Regions from separate parts of the Mus musculus genome. Here region 1 is linked to region 2. Evidence: chromatin contacts called from public promoter capture Hi-C data. All regions are on one chromosome and are shown on one strand. Each heading gives the region's core, a stretch centred on a gene start, on an enhancer-like site or on the middle of the called end of the contact. The rest is flanking DNA. Distances are from core to core; before and after follow the strand shown. Region 1 holds the start of Slc25a34 (solute carrier family 25, member 34). Region 2 holds the start of C630004L07Rik (RIKEN cDNA C630004L07 gene).

The links. Capture Hi-C pulls out chosen DNA fragments and counts their contacts.
Region 1: a promoter capture Hi-C map of adipose tissue shows a contact between it and region 2. The contact joins the promoter of Slc25a34 here to the promoter of C630004L07Rik in region 2. A contact is called at or near these places in 1 of 39 promoter capture datasets (embryonic stem cells), 4 of 115 datasets of contacts at active chromatin or transcription factors (astrocytes, embryonic midbrain, kidney and 1 more) and 3 of 9 other capture datasets (adipose tissue, embryonic stem cells and liver).

The regions. Positions count from the first base shown.
Region 1 is chr4:141,619,625-141,625,505 of GRCm38.p6, reverse strand. Slc25a34 (solute carrier family 25, member 34) reads left to right here and starts at 1,672. Exons shown (of 5, transcript NM_001013780.1): 1 at 1,672-2,229; 2 at 2,999-3,064; 3 at 3,150-3,302; 4 at 3,994-4,128; 5 at 4,912-5,881. The coding sequence starts at 1,810. The coding sequence ends at 5,094.
Region 2 is chr4:141,240,767-141,246,633 of GRCm38.p6, reverse strand. It overlaps C630004L07Rik (RIKEN cDNA C630004L07 gene), which reads left to right and starts at 1,744. Exons shown (of 2, transcript NR_165245.1): 1 at 1,744-1,839. Arhgef19 (Rho guanine nucleotide exchange factor (GEF) 19) reads right to left here. Exons shown (of 18, transcript NM_001379647.1): 3 at 1,668-1,816; 4 at 25-459. The coding sequence starts at 430.

The DNA of each region.
Region 1 (5,881 bases), core at 423-2,922, 380 kb before region 2:
GGGAGCCTGGTGGCTTGGTTGTTAAGGTAAATGGCTAGAGCCACCAGGTTTACTCCCCTAGGGGCCCTCATCATTCCATTTCATCCCAAACAGGGACTCTGCAGTTTGGGGTGAGCGTAACTGAGGCACTAGAAGTCGGGCCACAGGAGGGGTGTGGACCACCTTCCACTGGGTGCAGCAGGCTTTTGACACGTCACTCTCCCGGGGCCTTTCTGGACTCTCCCCTCCCCTCCTGTGCAGCACCATCTCCACAGAGGTTACCTTCCCTCACGAGTGGTGAAACCAGGAAACGGAAAATTCTAGAGCTAAGCACTTGTACGGTTTTTAAATACGCACACTGGTTTGCATACTGTGTGCGGCCTGCACAGATGTGGCTCATCCGGTTGTCGAGTGTCTCTGCTGCGTACACCATTAGGCACCTGGCTTTCACATCGACTGGGGGTGGGGCAGGATTTGTGTTCAAGTGACCCTTTTTAAAATAATGGCCCCTAAAGTTGCCCTCAGTGTCTGTCATGTGTGTATCCTCTCTCACATACACATGCACACACACAGGATAACCTAAGCTATCTAGAGAGACTCTGTCTTTTAAAAAAGGAATTCACATCAATGGTGTTTCTGGTGCATGCCTTTAACTCCAGCACTTGGGAAGCAGAGGCAAGCAGATTTCTGTGAGTTCCAGGCCAGTCTGATCTCCATAGTTCCAGGACACCAAAGCTACACAGAGCAACCCTGTCTTAAAATAAAATAAAATTAACGGGATTGGAGAAATTATTCAGTGGTTAGAGCACTGAACTAGCTGTTCTTCCAGAGGTCCAGGGTTCAATTCCCAGCACCCACCTACATGGTAGCTCAGCCCCCAGACCCGTGTGTAACTCCAGTTCCAGAGTATACAGCGTCCTCTCTGACCTCCATGGACACCAGGCTCACACACACATGTAGGCAAAACATAAGAACGTAAGAGACAAAGCAGGCCAGGTTTGTGTTGCCAGCACTGGGGGGGGGGGGGGGCAGAGGCAAGTGGAGCCAGTCACCAGTTTGGAGGTGGCCCGGGCAGCACAGTGAGTCCTTGAGAGAGAGACACCATCACAGGAAACTGAACGATCTCACCCATGGCTCTGCAGGGCTCTGAGGCCCTCCCTTGCATTCACTCCTGTTGAACTGTAAAGCCGGGTGTGGTGGCGCACAACTCTAATCCCAGCACTGGGGAGGCAGAGGCGGGCGGATCTCTGTGCGTCTATGGCCACCTGATCTACATAGCTAGTTTCAGGCCAGCCAGGGTTATATAGAGAGACCTCGCTTCAAAGAAAAAAGATATTAAGTGAATAAACCTTTGAGAGAGATGAGAGAGAATAGGGCTATAATCTGGCAGAGGTTAAAACGGCACAGTTGCTGGTTGGCCACGCTTACAGCCAAGACACCACAAGCCTAGGGCTTTTAGCTGGAGCCCTACAGGGACAGGAGATGGAACAGGAAGTCTAGAGGACAAGGAGGGGTGCCCTCCCCTACTCTAGCTTGGCTCTTTCTTCCTGCCCACTGTCCTTCCAGTCACAAGTGACCTTTCCTCCAGATCCCATGGCCCAGGCCCGCCCTGGCCAGCAGCAGCTGGGATTGGTCTGAGCCAGAGGAGGTGTGTCCAGATTCCCATAGCCCTGCTGATGAACAGCAGGTGGAGTTCCAAGACAACCAGGGGCCACCAGCCAGTGGCAGGATCTCTGCCCTCTAGACATGGTGCTGGCCCCCTTTGATCCCCAGCCCTGTGACCATGCAGAGGTACAGACTGCCTAGAGACTACCATCTATAGCCTGTGCCATGAAGCCAACTCAGGCACAGATGGCTCCTGCCATGGATTCGAGGGAGATGGTGTCCCCGGCTGTGGACCTGGTGCTGGGTGCCTCAGCCTGCTGCCTGGCCTGTGTATTCACCAACCCCCTGGAAGTGGTAAAGACCCGTCTACAACTGCAGGGGGAACTGCAGGCCCCAGGCACCTACCCACGGCCCTACCGGGGCTTTGTGTCTTCTGTTGCAGCCGTGGCCCGGGCAGATGGGCTATGGGGCCTGCAGAAGGGGCTGGCTGCTGGCCTTCTCTACCAGGGCCTCATGAATGGTGTCCGTTTCTACTGCTATAGCCTGGCATGCCAGGCTGGCCTCACCCAACAACCAGGCGGCACTGTGGTCGCAGGCGCTGCGGCTGGGGCATTGGGGGCCTTCGTGGGGAGTCCTGCTTACCTGGTAAGTGTCTTCTCCTTCCTTTATAGCTCCGTGGCCAACGTGACCAGTGGACTTTGTGGCCCTGGGTTGGGCGTGTCAGTTTGGGAGGGGACTGTTCGCTGGGAATATCTGGCTCAGACCTGAAATCTGCCCTCACTCTGACCCTTGCTTCTTTGGGAGCCATGTCCACTGGTCTTTGCTGGGAGAGGGAGCAGGTTATGGAGTAGGTAGATTCTAGTCCTCGCTTGCCTGTGGTGGCACCTAGGGAGCCTGGCATACAGTAAGAATAAAACCTGCCACAGAGCAGAGGGTTGTTGTGTCCTGGTCTAGCCACTGAATGCTTTACTCTGTCCTTGAGAGTGGCAACACAGTCCCAAAGATCTCCTTAAGAAACCTGAGCCACCAAGATGTATGCCAGGCCTCAGGATGTGGCTCAGTTGGTATTGTGTTTGCCTGACATGTACTAAGCCCTGGGTATGTTCCCAAACACAACATAAACCAGGCATCGTGGCACCGCCTGCCTACCCATAAGCCCAGTATTTGAGAGGTGGAGACAGGAAAATCAGAATTAAGGTCATGGTGACAAGACCTATTTGGCGCCAGCCTGAGGTACGTGATGAAACACAATGTCTCAAATTTTAAAATAATAAAACTGAGCTCTGGCCAACCAAGACTGCCTCCGAGCTTCAGATGTGGGGGTCAGGGATACTATGCAAGGGGAGGGGCTCACACACACTCCTCTCAGTTTCCAGGCTCTATCCTAGAGCTCCCATCTGCTCTGAACTTGCAGGTCAAGACACAGCTGCAGGCTCAGACAGTGGCTACTATGGCCGTGGGGCATCAGCACCAGCATCAGGTAAGATACCTTCCCCGGGACCCGGGGCTCCAGGTTGTGCAGGCGCAGTGGCTCTCTAGTGACCCATACCATCTCCTCCTTGCAGGGTGTCCTGAGTGCCCTGGAGACCATCTGGCGCCAACAGGGCATGCTGGGGCTGTGGCGGGGTGTGGGTGGGGCTGTGCCCCGAGTCACAGTAGGTTCAGCTGCCCAGCTGGCCACCTTTACCTCTGCCAAGGCTTGGGTACAGGATCGACAGGTAAGGAGCTGGGAACACTGACACAGACAGGGAATGGGAGGTTTCCTGCCTCTGTCACACAGGGTTGGTGACAAATGGGGCCCCCCCAAAAAAAAAACCTGGTCTTGTTGAACATGGCAAGATGCACTTACGTTCCTAGGCCCATGCTACTACCTACATGAGGAAGAAAGACAGGGGAAAAATGGAAAAGGAAAAAGGGAGGGAGGGGCAGAGAGGAGGAAAAGGAAGGAAGGAAGATGGAAGGAAGAAAGAAGGGGAGGAAGGGGAGAGGGGTTGCAGCTAGGACAGTGATCCTCACCTGTGATCTCAGAACTTAGAAGGTGGAGGCAGGAGGATTGCAAGTTGGAGAACACCTGCTGCATAGCAAGATCTGTCTCAACCAAGAGAGAATGTACATGTTTGAGGAAGGATTGTATAGAGGGAGGAAGAAAATAAAGTTGTTAGCTCTGCCATTATAGTTGCGACCTAGCCTTTGTGTCCCACAGGAGTTGGGGGGGGGGCGGTCATCGGTGAACTCTAAAATCATGAGGGAATGCAGGGTTGGCATCGGGAGTTGGAAATGGCTGGAGAGGTCTGATTTGGTTGCCCAGCTCAGCCCTTCCAGCCCTCGTGGGCTTGGGGCAGGGGGGAGAGCACAGTAGGGGTGAGTATAGGCAGTGGGTAAGGTGAACAGCCTGTGCCATCTCCACAGTGGTTTTTGGAGGACAGCTGGCTGGTGACCCTGGCTGGTGGCATGATCAGCAGTATAGCCGTGGTTGCAGTCATGACACCCCTGGACGTCGTCAGCACGCGGCTGTACAATCAGCCAGTGGACAGAGCTGGCAGGGTGAGCAGGGGACAAAGGGAACAGGGACATACACACACACACATGGAGCCACCAGGGAACACACACCATATTCACAACACATTAACAGGCAAGTCCCAAGTTCTTTGGGTTTTATTCTGTTTCCTGATGAAGAAATCAACTCAGAGAGGTCCAGTGACACGGCTGAGGTCACCCAGATGTCGTTAGAAAGGACAGGGTTGACCGGGCAGTGGTGGCGCACGCCTTTAATCCCAGCACTTGGGAGGCAGAGGCAGGCGGATTTCTGAGTTCGAGGCCAGCCTGGTCTACAGAGTGAGTTCCAGGACAGCCAGGGCTATACAGAGAAACCCTGTCTCAAAAAAAAAAAAACAAAAAGAAAAAGAAAAGAAAGAGAGAGAGAGAGAAAGAAAGAAAGGAGAGAGGGAGGGAGGGAGGGAGGGAGGGAGGGAAGGAGAGAAAGAGAGAGAGAGGAAGGAAGGAAGGAAGCAAGGAAGGGAGGGAGGGAGGGAGGGAGGGAGGGAGGGAGGGAGGGAGGGAGGGAGGGAGAGAGAGACAGGGTTTGGAATTTTGGCCTTTCTGTCATAACATCGATAGGAAGTGTGAGGACAAAGGCTTGTGTGCCTCCATATCCAAGCTGTATCCAAGCCCTGAAGGAGGCTATCTGCCTGCAGGCAAAGGCTCCTTTTTATTAGCAGCACAGTCTATAACCCTCCTGTATGGGAACAGATGCTGCTTCTGACACTACTAGACACACTCGGCTGTGTCATCTGGGACCCTCAACCCTCTCCCCATGTTTATCCCCAGGGCCAGCTGTATGGGGGCCTCGCTGATTGCCTGGTGAAGACCTGTCAACAGGAGGGACCCCTGGCACTCTACAAAGGCCTAGGCCCTGCCTATCTGCGCTTGGGTCCCCACACCATCCTTAGCATGTTCTTCTGGGATGAGCTTCGGAAACTGGTTGCGAGGGCCCAGCACCAGGGCACCTAGACTCAACCCTCATCCCACCACCAAGCCTGCCATCTGGTAGAGGTGATGGCCTGTCAGTGTAAGACTGGCTGCCCAGAGCTAGCTTGAGTCAGGCCCTGCCACAAGCCAGGAGGAGAAGGCAAGGAACAATGGACAACTGGGATCCATTGAGCCCCAGGACCAGTGTGCCCCATGTCACCACCTCTTTATTTCCCTTCTCTCCCCTGGGTTACCATGCCTTAGCTCATGGCCACAGCAATGCCTACATTTAAAGATTCCCATTAGGGGAGCCACTCAGCTGCACTGGCTCCTCAGTCCTCCACCCACTGTGTGACCACATGAGCCTCTCTCAGCATGGGGAAACTGAGGCTGAGGGGAGCCATGTCTCTGGCTGGAGCCACATATGTTTGCCATGACAGAGCCAGGACTGGAGTTCAACTCTGCCTACCCCCATACCATGCTCTCAACGAAGACAAGGCTACATCAGGACTACTGGGCTTCGTGTCCCTCAGAGGCCACTGCATGTGAGACCCTTGTGCCACCAGGGAGTCCTTGGTGTCCCCAGAGTCTGGTTGGCCAAAGCTAGTTATCAAACCAAGTTCTGAAGCTGCCTCAATGGCTTAGCAAAACAAACAACCCTGTTTTCCTACCTTCTGAAGCTGGAAGCGCAGGAAGGTATTGGCGGTGTTGGCGTCTCTCTTTTATTTCAGTTATCTGTGGTGCTGTGGTAGAGCCAGGGCCTGGGCATGCTGGTCACGTGATCTGCCCGTGGTCCACACCACAGCCCAAGGCTGACTTCTCCTGAGAC
Region 2 (5,867 bases), core at 495-2,994:
CTCCCCCCCCCCATCGTGACTCACAGGCTGACTTCTCTGAGCCACTGTGGCTGGCCCTGCGTTGGGGCTGCATGTGCTGAGAACTCCACGGTTCCACCAGAGTTGGGGGCTGGGCACCAGGACAGTGAGGCCAGCTGCCAGCCCTGCCGGGTCTCATTCCTCCACTGGTGGAGGCGATATGGGTATCTGGGCCTCCTGGGGACGTCGGCCATAACAGTCCTTGGAGAGGGGCAGGGGTTGCCAGGGACCAGCGGCTACCGGGAGCTTGCAGCTCCTCTGGAGCAATGGGAAAGAGATCCACACACAGTCGGCTCGGAGGCAGCTCCACGAAGGACAGGCTCTCCTGCTGGCACACAGCTACTGGGCGACGGGCGGTGCCAGGTGGTCCAGCCAAGTGAGGCTGGAGGGTTGCAGGTGGCCCACAGTCCATTCCTTCTTTACTCTGTCACCCTCCTGGGCCTGCAGGAGAGAAGGTGTCAGACCCAGATATAGTACGACAGGGAGGGACAGTGAGCCACCATGTCCTGGAGGCCCGCACAGACCCTCATGCACACATGTGCACAGGACACAGATACACTCACATGTCTGTTTAATAAACGCCAGTAGGAATCACCAGCACTTAGCAGATGAGGAAGCACCCACATAGCATCTCATTTAATCTCCATCGACTGACTTAAGGAACTGACGCCTGTAGGTGAGAGAGCCAAATGGCAGAGCCAGGATTCTCACACAGGTGTCACGGCTTCCAAAGCTGCGTTCTTAGCCACCTAGGAAATTCTCTCACATGTGGACATGTGACCAGACATACAGATAACATACACTGTCACACGAATTCATGCTCCAGCACACAGACCCACATTTTCTTCTGGCAAACATAGTTTCACAGATAACTTGAAACATGTCAAACTCCAGTACCCGGTATACAGTCACCAGTCACATCCTTTTTGTTTTTTTTGGTTTGGTTTAGTTTGTTACACAAGCTTAGATTTTTCTCTTACTCTCTCTCTCTCTCTCTCTCTCTCTCGCTCTCTCTCTCTCTCTCTCTCACACACACACACACACACACACACACACAAGTTCCAGGCATGTACGCACATTCCAGGATGCAGATACACACAGCCCCCAATGTCTCATTCTGAAGTTATCCAACCCCTTCCATACCCAGACTTGAGGCCCTTCACGCTGAGTGATGCCTACAGCCTTGCCAAGCTGGCTGGGAGGGTCACAGACTGGCAGGAGGGCCACCACCCAGATTAGTCCCTCCCAGGAAAGAGCAGAGAGATGCCCAATCCCCAGTTTGGGGTGACTGAGGGGTTTATCCCCATTCCAGCTCCCAGACACTGGATCAAGCCAGGCAGAATGGGCCGTTTCTGGGCAGGACGCCATCCCTGGGCAGTGTGCCAGCACCCCAGGGCGGGATGGTGAGCCCAGTGGTCCAAGACCCTCAAACCTCTGCCCTGGGCCCTCTGTGGCCTCTCTCTTGCCCCTCACCTCTTCAGCTGAAGCTGCTGCCGCCTGCCTGCTCCGGCAGGGAAGCCCTGTCTCTGCCCAGCTGGCTGGGGGAGATCCCACCCAGACAAAGAGTTTGATTCATCAAACCCTGTGGTGAGGCAAAGAGAGGGAGGGAGCAGGCAGCGGGCTGGGGCTGGGCGGGGGCCTACACTTGCCTGGTTGCGCTGTGGGCAGTCTGGGCAGCGAGGACCCCTGCAGAGGCCCCTTGGCCAAAGGGGCAGTGCCCAGTCTGGCAGAAATAAGAGGGAGACCCAGAGAAATGGCGGCCTTAGAGACAACAGCTCAGGAACTGGCTCTGGAGACTCTGAAGAAGAGAAACCACAGAGGGTGAGACCCTTGAGGCCCCGGGGACAGGCTGAGGCTGAGACACCTCAAATCTCAGACTGGTCCAGATTCCCAGGCAGATGAGAAGTCCCGAAAACAAACAAACAAACAAACACAGGGAGACTGACTGGGGTGAAGAAATAATAGCTCAGTGGGGTTGCCTGGTGGAAGAGCCGAAACAAAAGCTGTTAGAATCTGAGTTGGCATGAAGCAAACCACAGGCACTAACACAGAAGGGGGCTGGGCCCAGTCCAGTCTCAGTATGCCAGGAAGGCTTCCTGGAGGAGATCCCAGCTTACTGTTGCAAGGTTCAAACCCTCAAGGACTCAGTACAAAAAGATGGAGCATTGACCCCAGGCCGGAACCAGCAACATCAGGGTGCGTCTGGTATATGAGAGTTGGGGCTCCCCACTGTACCCCAGCTTCTTCTCTCAGTTTGGGGGGGATTGAGGGAGAGGCTGGCTGTTTCTCAGGGGCTCTCTCCCAAAAAACTGCTGTACCTCACTCCCTTGTTTAGCCCTTGTCCCTTAGGTCTATAAGTACTAATCTGGGTAGCTCACTCAACCTAAAGTAGGAGAGTTGGTACCCACTTCCTGATGCTAATACAAGAATTAACAGCAATGCCTCAGGTACAGGGCACTGTGAGCCTTGTCTCTGGTAGGCGGTCCCCTGAGTGTCATCTCACTTTTTGGTGGAGGATGCCTTGGGCCAGCAGCCAGTAGTAGGAGCAAGCAGAAGGGGGGCAGAGTCAGCTCCTGTCCAGCACACAGGTCTCTTTTAGGTGTAAGTGCATACTCGGGCCTAGAATCCCCCCTCCACGCCCCCCGGAGAACAACTCCTGTCCACCATGATTTATGAAGTTAAATAAGCAAAACATCAGATCTTAAGGCAGAAGCATCTTCAGACCTCAGAGGAGAAGGCTGAAGGAGGAGCTAAGGGCTTTCAGGAAGACAGGATAAAGAGATGTGTCAGGGGTGGGCAAGCTGGTCTGCTTCCACAGTGCTCAGGCCTGGAAAGGTCATGGCTAGACAGGGGTTCCAAGCCAAGCAGAGTGTCAGGAAGAGGACATGGGAGTTGCCTGTCAAGCTGGGGCGCCAGCCCAGTAGCTTCTCAGGATGCAGACCACCCAACGCTGATGTTAGTGATTTAGGTCCAGAGCTGGGTTTAATACTGGGTAGCACTTCTCTGATGATAATATAAAAATGAAAGTCTCAGGGACTTCAGGTGGCTGGGTACCCAGATGTGACCCCAGGACACACTAGAGCTCTTGAAGCAAGGATCCCTCTGGAAACCAGGGTTTGAGGTCCTGTGTTGACACTGACCAAGCCCATCCTCAGGCCTTGGTATCCTCATGTGACAGGTGACCCTCAGGTCCCCCTTTATGAAACCTGTTTCATAGGTGTCTCTGCAGGCTGAGAAGGATCGGCAGAGGCCAAGGGATGGTCTCTACTAGTTAGAGAGGGTAACCAGCCTGCCTAGCAAGTTGCCAGAGCATCCCTAGGCACTGCTGTTGTCTGGGACAGCACCTCTGGCCCTGGTACCCAGCCCTCCCTCCCTCCCTGCTCCATGCCCTTTGGCTGCCTGCTCAGAGGAACAGACCCTGCCAGATTCCCTTGTTCCTTAAGGGACAAAACCTAGTTGGAGGTCATGGCCAGAAAGGGGGTTCCAAGCCAAGCAAAGTCCCAGGAAGGCAAGAATGGACTGAAGCCAGAAACAGCAGGCAGACAGCACAAAGGACTCCCTCGGGATACAGGAAGGGGAGGACGGTTGCTGACCCAGGGCCCTACCTCAGCCGGGGAGCTCCTCCGTCAAGCTGCTGGTACAGTCCAGGGCTCCAGGCCACCCTGGGGGCAATGGGGTTGTAGCCAAGTCCTCAGAGGACCATGTCAGCATGGCTCCAAGGCCGGGCAATGTAAGCTCCTGGGTATTGTGTGGGGCAGGGAGGGGGGAGGCGAGGGGGAGGGAGCCTTGCAGAGGCAGGCGGCTGTCTCAACGTGCCTGCTCCCCGCCCCCCTTCCCCAGAACCGGTTTGGCCAGTCAGGTACAAGAGGGGGCTGGAACAATGGGAGCCCTATGCCTCCCAGAAGCTCGGAGGGACCCCAGACAACTGCCTAAAGATGGGGTTAGCTGGGATCTGCTCCTTGGAGGTGGGCCACCCCTCTCTCTCTCTTTCTCTCTCTGGAGCTTCCCAGGTCCTAGGTATGGGCGGGGACTTTGTGGGAGTGGAGGACGTCCTGGAAGCTCCAAATCTGGAATCCCTTCTCGGGGATCTTGAGACCTCCTCTGCCACTCCCCCGCCCCTCCCCCATGAGCCACATCTGTAAATTAGGAACACTCAGCTGCATAGCTGGGGGGACAGAAGTCAGGTGGCCACTCCCCACCAGTGGCTCTTTCCTGCTGCAATGACCAACCTTTAGGTCTTCAGCATGTGCATCCCCAGTGAACCTTCATAGAGAGCAGCAGCCCACAGGGAGTTTTAGTAAGGTCAATGACACAGCTGAGGTCAAGGAAGCCTCTATAGTGATGGCGGGTTGCTCCATGATCTGTGCCAGGCACACGACTTTGCCAAGCCTGCCGAAAAGGTAAAGCCACTTCCTCCCAGTTTCTGGATTGGGTGTGAGCGCCTGTTATGTGTGTGAGCGCCTTGCAATTGGCAAGCGGGTGAGATTCCCAGAGTATGGAGGGTAAGCTGCAAGGACGACGCCCCCAGTGTTGAAAGCCTGTACGCTTCCTGTGTGCAAAGCATGGGTCTACCTACTGTGCGTTACGACCCTCTGAAGCCCACACTGTGACGGCTACCACTCAGGAGCTGAGTACCTGAGGCTTGTACCCCTAAACACGAGTACTCTCCCATCCGTGACGTCCCATCACCTCTTCCAGATGGTGAAACCAAAGCTCTAGGAGCATTGTTAACAAGAACGACATGGGGGCTGGAGAGATGGCTCAGTGGTTAGGAACACTTGCTGCCTTTGCAGAGAAACCAGACTCAGTCCCTGATACCCATATGGCGGCTCACAACCATGTGATCTGACACTTTCTCTTGGCTTTCCTGGACGCTAGGCATGTATGTGGTCCATACACTTACAGACATGCAGGCAAAACTCACACATATAGAAAAATAAAAATGAATAAGTCAACACAAAGAAAAAAAGAAAGAGAATAATCATAATCAGTATGAAACCCAGACTCATCTGGCACCATCACTTGCCAACCTCCTTAGCCACTCACTGACTGGTGTGCTGGGAGACACCTGGCTGACCTCCCTTCCACATCCTTTCCCCTGAAAAATTTGGTATGTAGGTGAGGACGAGCTTGGGATATTGAGCTTTCTGCCTCTACCTTTTGAGTGCTGGGATCACAGCGAGCACCAGTTTACACAGTGTTGGGGCTTGAACTCAGAACCTCTCCTTTGCAGGCGAGCACTCTACCACCTGATCTTCAATCTCCAGGGTTGCTAAGCTAAGCCCGTTCCCTAATCTTCCTATACCATAGGCCTGCTAAACTTCATGCCCAGACCCCAGTGAACCCTCCCTCAGAGTGGGTTCTTTAGCTTCTAGTTGATGACTTTAAGCTCAAAGCGGGGTCCTCTACTCCACCTAAGGACCATTACACCGTGAGACGACACTGTCCAGAGTGAGTGGGAGCGATAGAGTTGTGTCAATGTAGAGCAGGAAGAGGGGATGTGGAGAAGAAAACGCCAACTGACTATTCCTCCCAAGAGGCACTGCCCTGGCCCCTCGCTGGAAACCAGAGGGTTTGGACCTTGGGTTGGGGCCAAGGCGGGAGCCCTAGAAAAAAAGCTTAGGAAATTGTGTTTCTTTCGCACCGGGTCGGGTGGAGCAGGCACTCCTGGAGGAGGGAAGCTCTCTCGGCCCCGTGAAAGTTCAAGGTAAAAGGGGGCGTGTCGAAGGCAAGACTATTGTAAAGGAGCCTGGCCAATCCTTGCTCCACTCTAGCGGGCGGGGCTTGAAAGGGAGGAGCCAGGACGTGGGGGCAATTAGGAGGCGTAATCAGCCAGATGTGGGTGGGGC